Linked DNA regions of Mus musculus: region 2 is linked to region 1. Evidence: chromatin contacts called from public Hi-C data. All regions are on one chromosome and are shown on one strand. The core of a region is the stretch at or near the end of the contact, and the rest is flanking DNA. Distances in the headings are between cores, read along the strand shown.

Region 1 (5,441 bases), core at 2,072-4,571:
CCCCCCCACCATAGAATTATTTTGTTGATACTTCATAACTGTAGTTTGTCTGCTGTTATGAATAATAATGTAAATATTTGATATTCAGGAGCTCCTACCAGGTTGATGAGCTCCGACGATGTGTGTGTTGCAACCCACAGCAGGTGAGAACTGCTGATATAGAGTAATCTGCAAAGAGAGCATCAATGAGGGTTTTCTAGATCACACCGGTTGTGGGTGTGTCTATAAGGGAATAGCTTGGTTATGTTCATTGGAATGGGATGACTCTACCACTGTGGGCCATGCTATTCTCTGGGTTTGGGCCTGGGACTGTGTGAGAGTAGAGAAAGTGAGCTTAATGTGAGAATGCATGCATTCATTCTTCTTGGATTCTGCTTATGGAAATGATATGACCAACCCCTCAAGCTCCCACCTCTGTGACTCCCCTGCTGTGGTGAAGTGTAACCTGGAACTGGGAGCTAAAAATCCCAGTTTCCTTCCTAAGGGGCCTTTGTCAGGGTGTTTCTTCCCAGCAACCAGAAAAGAAACTAACCCAGTTCCTCCAGGCCAAGAATGGACTCCTTCATGGAGGTCCGAGCATAGACGGTAGGATTTTCTCTGCTTTGTTCTTGAGCAATGGATGTGGTTCCCCTGTGGGGGGGCTCCTGTGTGTCCACATAGTAGCTATTGTACATAGTAGAGATCTGGGAGTGGCTTGGGATCTCCTGCATCTGTGATGCTTGGATCCTGGTTGTAGAGTGTATAATTCCCACAGGCCACTGTGTGGTATCCACCAACTCTTGAAATGTTGATTCTGGTTTCTTAGAAGCCTTAAAAGTCAAAGAGCTATTTTTATTTTCCCCCCAAAGGACTCACTAAGGATCACTGGATTGTCTCTTAACCTGGAAGATTCAAACAGTCTGGTTGTCAATCATTTTCTTAGAAAAAGGACATTCATCAATCTCTCTGAAAAAGAGAAAAGCTACATTGATGGATTGTTTTCTGGAATATTCTAGCTCTTCCTGTTTGGTGCCGAGAGTCAAAGGTTGCCTTTGCTCAAGAGAGCATAAATCAAAACCACCAAGTTTTGTTCCAGATGAAATGTGTTTGCTCAGATTAATTCACTTAGTTATCCATTCAGAAAGTATTATTTATCTCGTTGGTATTTGTGGGTACTGTGCTAGACTCTGGGGAGACAAATAATTAGTAAAATAATGGATAATAAATGAGCAAAACAGATAAAGACACCTGCTTGTGGGCTTTCTCAGCAGGGAGAGACTGATCATAAGAAAATGAAACACTGGAAAGAAGACCGTGCCTAGTCACATGCAAGAGCAACAAGGGGTCTTAGCCTCCTAGTCATGGATGTTTAAAACATTTTTATTAAACATAGATTCCTCTCTCATACAATACAACCTAACCACACTTTCCCTTCCCTCCATTCCCCCCAGCTCCCCAAACCTCCTCTCCCAGATCCACTCCCCCCTCCATTTCCTCTTCAGAAAAGAGCAGGCCTTCAAGAGACATCAACCAAACAGAACAAAACAGGATAGAACCAGAAAAGGACAGGCAACCCTAAAGGAGGAAAAGTCTCAGGAGCAGGCAGGAGAGTCAGAGACATACCTGCTCCCACAGTGAGGAGTCCCACAAAAACACCAAGCTCACAGCCACAGCACATACACAGAGGACCTGGGGCTACACCTTCAGGCATCCCGTTTGCTGCTTCAGTCTCTGTGAGCCCTTGTGAGCCCTGCCGTGTTCTCCTGGTGTCCTCCATCTCCTGTGACTTCTGTAGTCTTTCTGTCCTCAGTCCTGGGTCTTTAAAGAGCTTGTTAAGTATTGAGGACATAATTACACGGTTAGAAAGCATAAATTACAACTTTCCAACATTTCTCCTCTCCTCTCTATTCTAGAGCATGGGATTCTCATCCTATTAGGACGAGACCATCAACACACTAAGAAGTAAGAGAAATGGCATGTAACCAGATGTGCAAAGCCTCAGAATGACTTCTGTGGGGTTTTTTTTTTATTTGAATCCTACCTCTGACTCTAAGATGATGACTGACAAATGGAAACCATGCAAACAGACATTAGAGAAATCTGTTGTAAGCGAAGCACTCACTAGAATACACATTTCATAACAGTAAGTACTTTTGGAGACAATAGGTCCATAAAACAATTTTGTGGATCAAACTAAAGAATTAAAATTTCATTGACATTCACTTATATACCCAGGAAGAAAGCAAAACATCTAATATGAACTAGAACACCTAATTCAAATTAAACTGCTTATTACAAAGCAGGTAGCATGCTGTCCCATTTTTCGTGTGAAGAACTGAGGCCTGAGAGAAATAAAGACTTATCTGTTAGGAAGTGCTGAGCTGGTGGTCAAACCAAGGCAATGATTCAACATCAACAAGAGCCAGGCCTTGGCTCAAAACCATGCCAGTGTTGGGGTTCATGGGAAGCAGGGCTAGAGCATCCAACCCCCAGATGCACATTTGGTACATCTTCTTTAACTCTTGAAAGTCTGGAACCTGTCAAGCAGTGCATGAGCGAACAAAAGCAGGCTGCTGCTCTTTGCATCCTTTGAGCTACAGCTAGGGTTCTCAAAGGTCGTGACCTCTCTGGTAAACCTCCAGCTCACAAAACCTTTACATTTCAGTCTGAAACAGTCGCAACTTTACAGTTATGAAGTGGCAACGGTAATGATTTTATGGTTGGGAGTCACCACAACATGGGGATCTCTATTAAAGGGCCAGGGCGTTGGCAAAGTTGAGAACCACAGATCTATAGAAACCCAATTTCACACATTTTGATATAAAATATGTGCCACGAACAATGTTTTCTTGAGATAGTTCATTTAAAAACCCGCTTTGGAAATATTAACTGTCCCCAACACAGTGTGTGCTGTAGAACCCAGATCACTTCTGGTACCAGAGGTCACTGGTCACTGGTACCCAGGGGACATGCTCGGTGGAAAGCAGATAACTAGCGAAAGAGAGATTCTGAACTCAGACCCACAAGAAATACAAGCAGAAAGGACAAGGCCAGCAATGAAGGCCAGAGGAGCTGCTGAAGCAACTGAGCACAGCGAAATCAAATTAGATGTAAGGTCTCAGACGGAATATACGTGTAAATGTAAATATAAACTTTATCCTGTCAGAATTGTGCCCTGAAGAGATTATTCACGAACATTCAAGTTCCCTGAAATGAAGGAGCAGTTTGGGGTGGTGACAGACAAGGACACTGAAGCAATCACTGAGCCGGAGGATGTAGCTGTCATTGTTGCCTGAACTTAACATTCTTGGCTAAAGAGTCATTTGCATCATCAATATTATGACACATAGCCAAGAACTTTCCAGGAGGTCACACTGCCAGTCACGTCTGCTGGACAGGAGACAGAGTCCACAAGGAGCCAAGGAACCATCTGAACTCTGAGCTTCCCATGACAGGTAGCTGATTCCTGTTCCATCAGTAGGAACACAATTTCCCATCGTCGTGTGATCTGCGCTATACCTTGCTGTGGGGAGGGGTGGCTTGATGCGACCACTTTGAAGACTTGTGTCTGTGCGTTACCCCCATGCTAGAGGAGTCTAGCGAGCCAGATACTAATACTTCAGTGTCTCTCGTCTTCATGTTCCTGCATTCTCTCACAGACTATATCAAATGCATCACGAACATTTAACAATTGTGTCACCAAATTGGCAGATGACAATGTCCTCTTCCCCACTCCCCAGAGAGCATAGTAGATCAGGGAGTCTACAGGGTCATATCAATCATAGCTGAGTGATTAAAGATAGAGCAGAGTGGGTCTGGGAAAGATGGCTCAGTGATGAAGAGCGCTGAGGATCTGGGATCCCAGCATCCACACGACAGCTAACAATTTTCTATAACTCTAATTCCAGGGAATCTGATGTCCCCTGATGGCATCAGATTCACATGAGGTGCACAGACATACTTGTAGGCAAACACTCATACGTATAAAATAAATGGAATAAAAATAATCCTTAAACACGGTGCTATTTTCTTTTCTTACTACACTGAATTTATTTGGTTGTTGTCTAGGCTGGCCTCAAACTCTTTGTGTAGCTGTTCTTGCTGTGTTTTTGTTGATGTGTTAAAATGCTCTGACCAAAAAACAAAACAAAACAAACAAACAAAAAAATCTTAGGGAGAAAAGGGTTTATTTCAGCTTACAGTCTCAGGTTATAGTTCATCAGTGTGTGAGTAGGAGATTTGAACAGCTCACATCACATACACAGTCAAAAGCTTTTCTGCTTCTCTCCACTCTTACACAATTCATGATACCCTGCCTAAGGAATAGTGCCACCCACAATGGGCTGGGTTTTTCCACACCAATTAACTCCAACAGACAACTTACAGGCTAGCCCAGTATAGACAATCCTTCATGATACTCTTTTCCTGGTTATTCTAGGTTATGTCAAATCGACAGAGCTAATGTTACATAGAAAATGCTTTGAACTTCTGATTCTTCTGCCTCAGCCTGCCGTGTGCTGGTGATATTGCACCATTATGCCCGGCCTCCTTCCTTATTGTATCTAATTTAGAACATATTCTGTGATATGTACTACCAAGCAAATGCATTGGTTTTATTCTGTAAGGCACCATACTGCTTTCACATGCACGTTGTATAAAATGTTCAAAGTAGAAGTTAAATTGGAAGAAGAGGCAACATTTTCGCCATCCTATAACTATCATGGTTAATATTTTGTTTGTATTTCTAAGCAAGGTACAAAAAGAAACCCACTTAAAACGAATTTGGGCCATATTACCTTACCCTCTGCCTTTTGGCCTTCTTTCCATTTTTATACCTTACAAACATTTACAAGCTTTAATACACACTCTTTGTTCATGATGTCATGGTTCCCCACCACATGAGCGACTGTGACGTTGATGGATCTTTTCATACATAAGGTGCAGGGAAAGGCACAGAGAGGCAGATGTGAAGACACAGCTTTTGGGCTCAGCTCTCCAATAGTCTCAATTTCTTCAGTCATAGAATGAGGGGGCGGGGGTAGCGACATTTGCCTGGCTGTCTTGGGATGGAAAGTAAGTTGTGTTTCTCCAGAGCACAGTAGGATGTCTCAGATCTTTTTAAAGGTGTGTCTGATGACACGAGGTTTAGGTAGGCCACTACACGGATGGTATGCATTAACATCTAAATCGTACAAAACAGAAGTACCCCAGAAGACATCACAGCCTGAGCTACACATAGAGATTTTAATGCATGATTGTTTTGCTGCCCTTTATTTATTAAATCGATTTTGTTTGTGGCACTAAGCTGTCGAAACCAGGGCCGCACGCTTGCTTGTCAAACCCTTTGCCACCGAGTTTCAACCCACTTTTAAAATTTAGGGTCAATTAAAATTTCTAAAGAGCTAGTGGACCCGCTCAGTGATTTTTCTTCTGCTTTTCAACAAGAACTCCAAGAGCCTGGG
Region 2 (5,441 bases), core at 1,204-3,703, 510 kb after region 1:
GTAGTCCAGATGGTTGAAGTTTCTTCAGTCTCACCACCTGCATCTTTATTTTTTTTCTATTGCTTTCTCTGTCTGTGTATTCTGTTTCTAACTCCTCCTTCCCTTGTCAATTAAAACTTTCCCCTATACATTTGGCTTTGCCCTGTGTGTGGCTTTCACAGGCACAACTGTTAGATGCTCATGGTCCTGTATCTGCAGGAGATGGCATATCTTTGGATTTGTGGAAACTCACGGTTGTATCACTGTTTTAAGTCTTTGTTTAGATGCTCCCTGAATGCTATATTGCTCTCCTTAAGCCTCTTGCATCTCATTTGAAATGTGAAGATATTTGGTGCTAATGTGATTGTGTGGATTACATGATATAATTTTGATAGAGGCTGTCACGCAGGGCCTATATTGTCAGTAAATTAATACACGAGCCTTTTAACAAGATACACAATGATTTTCACTGATGTTCAGGTCCAGAGTCCCCAAACTTACAGTCTTTGTTAAATAGAGGGCAGTACCACATGCTATTTGGGCTAAGACTGAGATTGTGAAAGTTAGAGGGAACAGACCGAGAATGTCTTTTCTCCATGTGACACGGATGTTTCGAAAATGATTGTAACTAAATGCCAACTTGTCATTCATACTGGCCCAAGGGGAACCCCATAGTGACCCAGAAAGAGCAATAATTTAAAAGTCAAGGGCCAGTGCTTACTTCTCTACTTTCTACATGGCCACTTGTCCCCTTTCAATGGTCAATCCCACCAGCCTTTTCTTCTTCATCTGAGAGACATAACTAAGACCCACTGTGCTACTTCCTATACTTCATGGACAAGATCGTGGAAGAGGCTCTAATCTTGGGGTGTAAAATGATTGAACTGAACGTGATCCAGATGAATGGGACCTTAGTCTCTGACACATCTGGGCCTCCATAGAGAGATGTGGCTGTCATCCACAACTTCAGCCAACATCAGGCCATGTGTTACCACCAGCACCATGGGTGTGGGTCCAGGATAGCGATGCAGAGGGAATTGGTGGCAACCTTCCCCACATTAGGGTTGACATTATCTATCAGTCATCAGGGGTTTAACAGTAGGAGGGAAAGCAGGTGTGATGCCCACCCTGGTGCAGAGTCATTGTTGTATGATGTGACATATGGCAATGATGGGGAGACACGGTATTTCTGAGGAGTATCCTTTTGCGTACACTGAACTCAGTCTCTGGTCCAACAGGTGGGAGGAGAGGAAGACTTGGGGTTAGATAAGGCATTACATGTATTATGTTTGACCTGACATAGGCCAGTTGAACATAACACAGGTTGTGAGAGATATATCAGCTTATCTCAGATCCTGTAAGTATTTAGAAGGCAGAATTGGATGCTATGGGAATATAATGGGTAACCTGCCACTATGTACCTGTAAGAGACATGTAGTATATTTGAGGCTGGAGAGATGGTTCATAGTTTAAAACACATAGTACTCTTTCTGAGGATGGGAATTGGGTGCCCAGCCACCAAGTGCCATGGCTCACAACTTTCTGTAACCCCCATCTCTAAGGGGCCCCAATGACCTGGCCTCCTCTGGCTATAGCACTCGTATGCACATGCCTCCTCTGGTTAAAAATAAAGTAAATCTTAAAAAAATGGAGACACGTGACTCATTGGAAGGGTCAGTGGGAGAGTAGCTCTAACTTTAAAGGACCCTACAGATTTTATTATTTATTTATAATTTCAATGTTTCACTGAAATTCCTAGTCTTCGCTCATTTCTATTTGTGATTCTAAGAATCGGATTAGGAAATAGAGGCTGTGTGCTTCGCCAGGATCCCATCATGTCAGATACTGCTATGTCCAGGATGCAGAGTGTGTTAGCTTATCCTACCGGCCAAGCTTTGGCTCCTTTACTCTTGCCAAGACCTTGATGGTGGTTTTTCTGGCCCTAGAAACAGACATAGAAGTAAGTTCTTTAAAGGAAGAATAAGACCTTGCAGGTCTTCACCTGCAACATCGGGCAGCCATGCCCTCTCCCTTCGCAATGGCTCCTGGAACTCACACAGTAGCTGCTTCAGTAGGAGGCTGGGGCCATGGCCTCGGAGGAGACACGGGGGAGCCTAGAGTTGGGGTGAAAATATCCTTCTGTTCTGGGTCTCTGTGTCGGAGGATTTATTGCTCTTCCTGAGACAGGCTGGCCACCATCCTGGGTGCCTTGTTGACTCAGCCCCGGGGCTGGTGAACATCTGATGGAGGACGAGAGTTAGATTGGGATCTGTCTGCCTTGAACTACTGTGGATTTAATGGACTCTAACTGACCCACGAAGCAGGAAGTCAGCTCTTGGGAGCCTTTTCTTTGGGAGCACTCTGGAGCCAGCGGTCCCCTCGACGTCTGGGTAGAACAGTTGACCCTGACTTAATGGGACCGCAACGTGGGTGTCCAGGGGCCTGCTCTCTGGCAGGCTGCTTCCTTTGGAGCCAAATCAATATTTATTAATGATCTGCACCCCCTCCCGGGTGCCACTGGCTTCACAGAGAGCTTCTGTTGCACCAGCCGGCTCGGTAATTCATTAACCCCAAGCCCAGCGCCTCTGGAGGGGCTTGCAGAGCCTGACCCACCACTGGGGTATTTGGCAAGGTCATTAATGAGCTAATCTGATTTAAGTTTTCAAAATGAAGGCCTGGGTCACTGGGGTCAGTGCCTCTTCTCAGCATTGTGAGTGAGACCCCTGTGTATGGGGAGGGTGGGGTGGGGGTGGGGCTGAAACCCTACTGAGAAGAAAGTGTACAGAGAAGAAGGTAGGTTTTATGGTATCCAGGAAGGTCCGGATGGAAGACAGAAAGGAATTCTTCAAGGCCCTGTCGGGTCCTGCTTTAGCTCATCAAAAGAAAAAAAAAAAGGTAATTAGAACCTTTTTGGCTGACAAATTGGTCAAGCCTACGGGCTGCGGGGCGCAAAAGTGGGCTTCAGCTGGGCCACCAGCAGCTTAAATCACCATATTTACTTAGCCACAAGCACCTGTGGACTTTGCTATGAGGTTCAAACACAATGGCTGGCGATAGAGCCACCTGTTACAGGTTCATTGCTTCCCATACCAAAGAAGGAGACGGATAGTTGGTTTTATTCTCTCATAAATTTTACGGAGGAAAATCCAGACTCTTGGGGGAGCAAGGCACTCGCTCAGACTCACATGGATTATGCTTAGGAAGATATCCTTGGGCATGGAGAGACCTGCTGGCTTCCCGTCTTGGGTGTTCACCCTTCCCTGTGTGGTGTCTAGGCAGAGATGTGTTTGGAGCTGAGTGCGAAAGGTGCTTTCTCTGGGCTCCATACTTTTAATTTAGGGGGTCCCCAGACTGCTTGTTTCTTCAGACTCTGAAGAGAAATGAAGTCATGTGCCCCTGTCCATTCTTACCCCTATACTGGGTCCTTGTCTCCACGGGGTCTCTTTTCCCAAGACTCCTGCTTTATTCCAAGGTGAGAGCCTGCAAACGTTTAATGGACCTGGGTTCTTCTATTCCATAGGACACAGGTTGCTGGCCAGGGCTGAGGAGGAGGAGGAGAAGGAAGAGGAGGAGGAGGAGGAGGAGGAGGAGAGTTGAGGTAGGGCTGGGAAGCTGCCAACAGTGAATCCCAGGCCTTTTTTTTTTGGCCTTCTAATAGCAGCAAGAATCATAATATGATGAAATATTTTAAAATCCCTTACTATGTGTTAAACACTGCTGTAAGACTTCTTTATGGGCTTGTACATAGCTCATCATTTTAATCTCTCTTGTATGTGTGCACACCCAGTGTGCAGTGTGTACATGTCCCAGCATAAGTGTGGAGCTCCTAGGACGACCTCTGGTACTGGTCCCCTCCTTCTACTTTGAAACAGTATCTCTTTGTTTCATCTGAGAGCTACTGGTGAGTCTCCTGTCCCCACCTCCGATTTTGCAACAGGAACCTTGAGATCACAGGCGCTTGACTGGCTCTCCATGGAGTTCGTGAGTGTGAATCCAGGTTCTCACGTTTGCTAGGAAGGTGCTTTATGCACTGAATCATCTCCCCACCCCACCCCACCCCCCCGAGGTCATCTTGACCCTCACTAACTCTGAGAGACATATGATTTTTATGATCATTTTTTCAAACGCGACACTTCGGAACCACCGAGAGAGAAAGCAAATCGCATAAAGTCCAAAAGCTGTGAACTAGCTTTCAACACAAAACATGAAATGCCTTTTATTTTTCCTGCATTGCTTTGTGCTCTGGACATTTCTGTTTGATAGTGAGGCTTGAAGGTCATCAGAGGCCGCTGCACCTGGGTAGACAAAAATGCCCCTTCCTTATAAAGAGGCCTTGTGGTCTCCCGTAGTCTCTAGACCAGGCCCTGATCTCAAATGCCAGGGGCCTACCAACCAGGCTGTTGAGTTGTTTATGTCTTGAACTCTTTGTAATTTTTTCAATGATAATTATTTAATTAACTAAGTCATTTCTTTTCTACTAAGAGGCCTGAACTAAGCTATATGAGCCCAAATAGATTGTTTTTGCTCTGAGGGAAGAACTTGTCAGAGCTGGGACTAGCTGTCTTTGTTGCCCTCTGGGGTTCAATTGGGAGATAGCACAGCTCAGTCTGAGGAGGAGATGCTGTGGACAGTAACTTGAGGGCTGAAAATGTAGGGACTCTACTCCCAGAAGATAAATCCCTGTTGACTGCGGTGAAAGCCTCTTTTCACAGGTCCTCTGGGCCACCTCTCACAGCATTCCACACATCTCAGAACACAAAACTCACCCAGGACCTCAGCAAAAAGTAAACACAACACGCATGTCTTATGAGGGGAAACTGAGGCACAGTATTTAGAGGGGTGTTAATACCCGGACTGGATGAAGAAACAGTTCTTCACTCCAAACTCTGGTTCTCCTCTTTCTTTCATTGCTGCCAGAATTATTAAATCTATTGTCATGACAAACATGGATCGACCACGATCTGTGTGCTGACCATCGGGACTAAGATGTGTCCTGTCTGCTGTAGCATTCAGTTCATCTAGCAGCAAAGAAAGATGATTTGAATCTGTTTTGTGGATCCAGAAGTCAAATTACAACTGTGTATATAATTATATTACAAAGGAAATGGCATGTTTATTAGCTTTTCTAGAAGTTTTACTCTGCTTTTTGTGTGACGAAGAACCCAACTCCCTCTCCCTTTCCCTCCCCCTCCCCTCTCTTTCCTTCTCCCCTTCTCCTTCCCTTCCCCACTCTCTCCTTCTGTGAGTGTGTGTGTGTGTGTGTGTGTGTGTGTACATATGTGACAATATATGCAATCAGGCCCATATAAAGGTGTTACAGACAACAGTGGACCCCATATATTGCTTAGTGATAGTGACGGATGAGCTTGCATGAATATTGTCTGAATCTCTCTCTCTCTCTCTCTCTCTCTCTCTCTCTCTCTCTCTCTCTCTCTCTCCTCTCTCTCTCTCTCTCTCTCTCT

The links. A called contact is a pair of places that touch in the nucleus more often than the background predicts.
Region 2: a contact with region 1 is called in a Hi-C map of the AML12 cell line, with 2.8 times the contacts expected there. The contact joins two enhancer-like sites. A contact is called at or near these places in 1 of 39 promoter capture datasets (liver), 4 of 15 datasets of contacts at CTCF or cohesin (embryonic stem cells, large pre-B cells, pro-B cells and 1 more), 14 of 484 Hi-C or Micro-C datasets (the AML12 cell line, the G1E-ER4 cell line, the N1E-115 cell line and 6 more) and 1 of 115 datasets of contacts at active chromatin or transcription factors (embryonic basal ganglia).

The regions. Positions count from the first base shown.
Region 1 is chr10:87,029,605-87,035,045 of GRCm38.p6, forward strand. Gm16271 (predicted gene 16271) reads left to right here. Exons shown (of 5, transcript NR_165263.1): 5 at 1,893-2,281. Among named protein-coding and RNA genes, the nearest start is that of Stab2, 24 kb to the left of the region's middle. Within about 2 kb of position 3,322, at least 4 of the 459 cell types and tissues checked have an H3K27ac peak or open chromatin away from gene starts, as enhancers often do. A contact at or near this core is called in the AML12 cell line and liver, where this site is marked.
Region 2 is chr10:87,544,043-87,549,483 of GRCm38.p6, forward strand. All of the region lies in intron 3 of Pah (phenylalanine hydroxylase), which reads left to right. Among named protein-coding and RNA genes, the nearest start is that of Pah, 25 kb to the left of the region's middle. Within about 2 kb of position 2,454, at least 12 of the 459 cell types and tissues checked have an H3K27ac peak or open chromatin away from gene starts, as enhancers often do. A contact at or near this core is called in the AML12 cell line and liver, where this site is marked.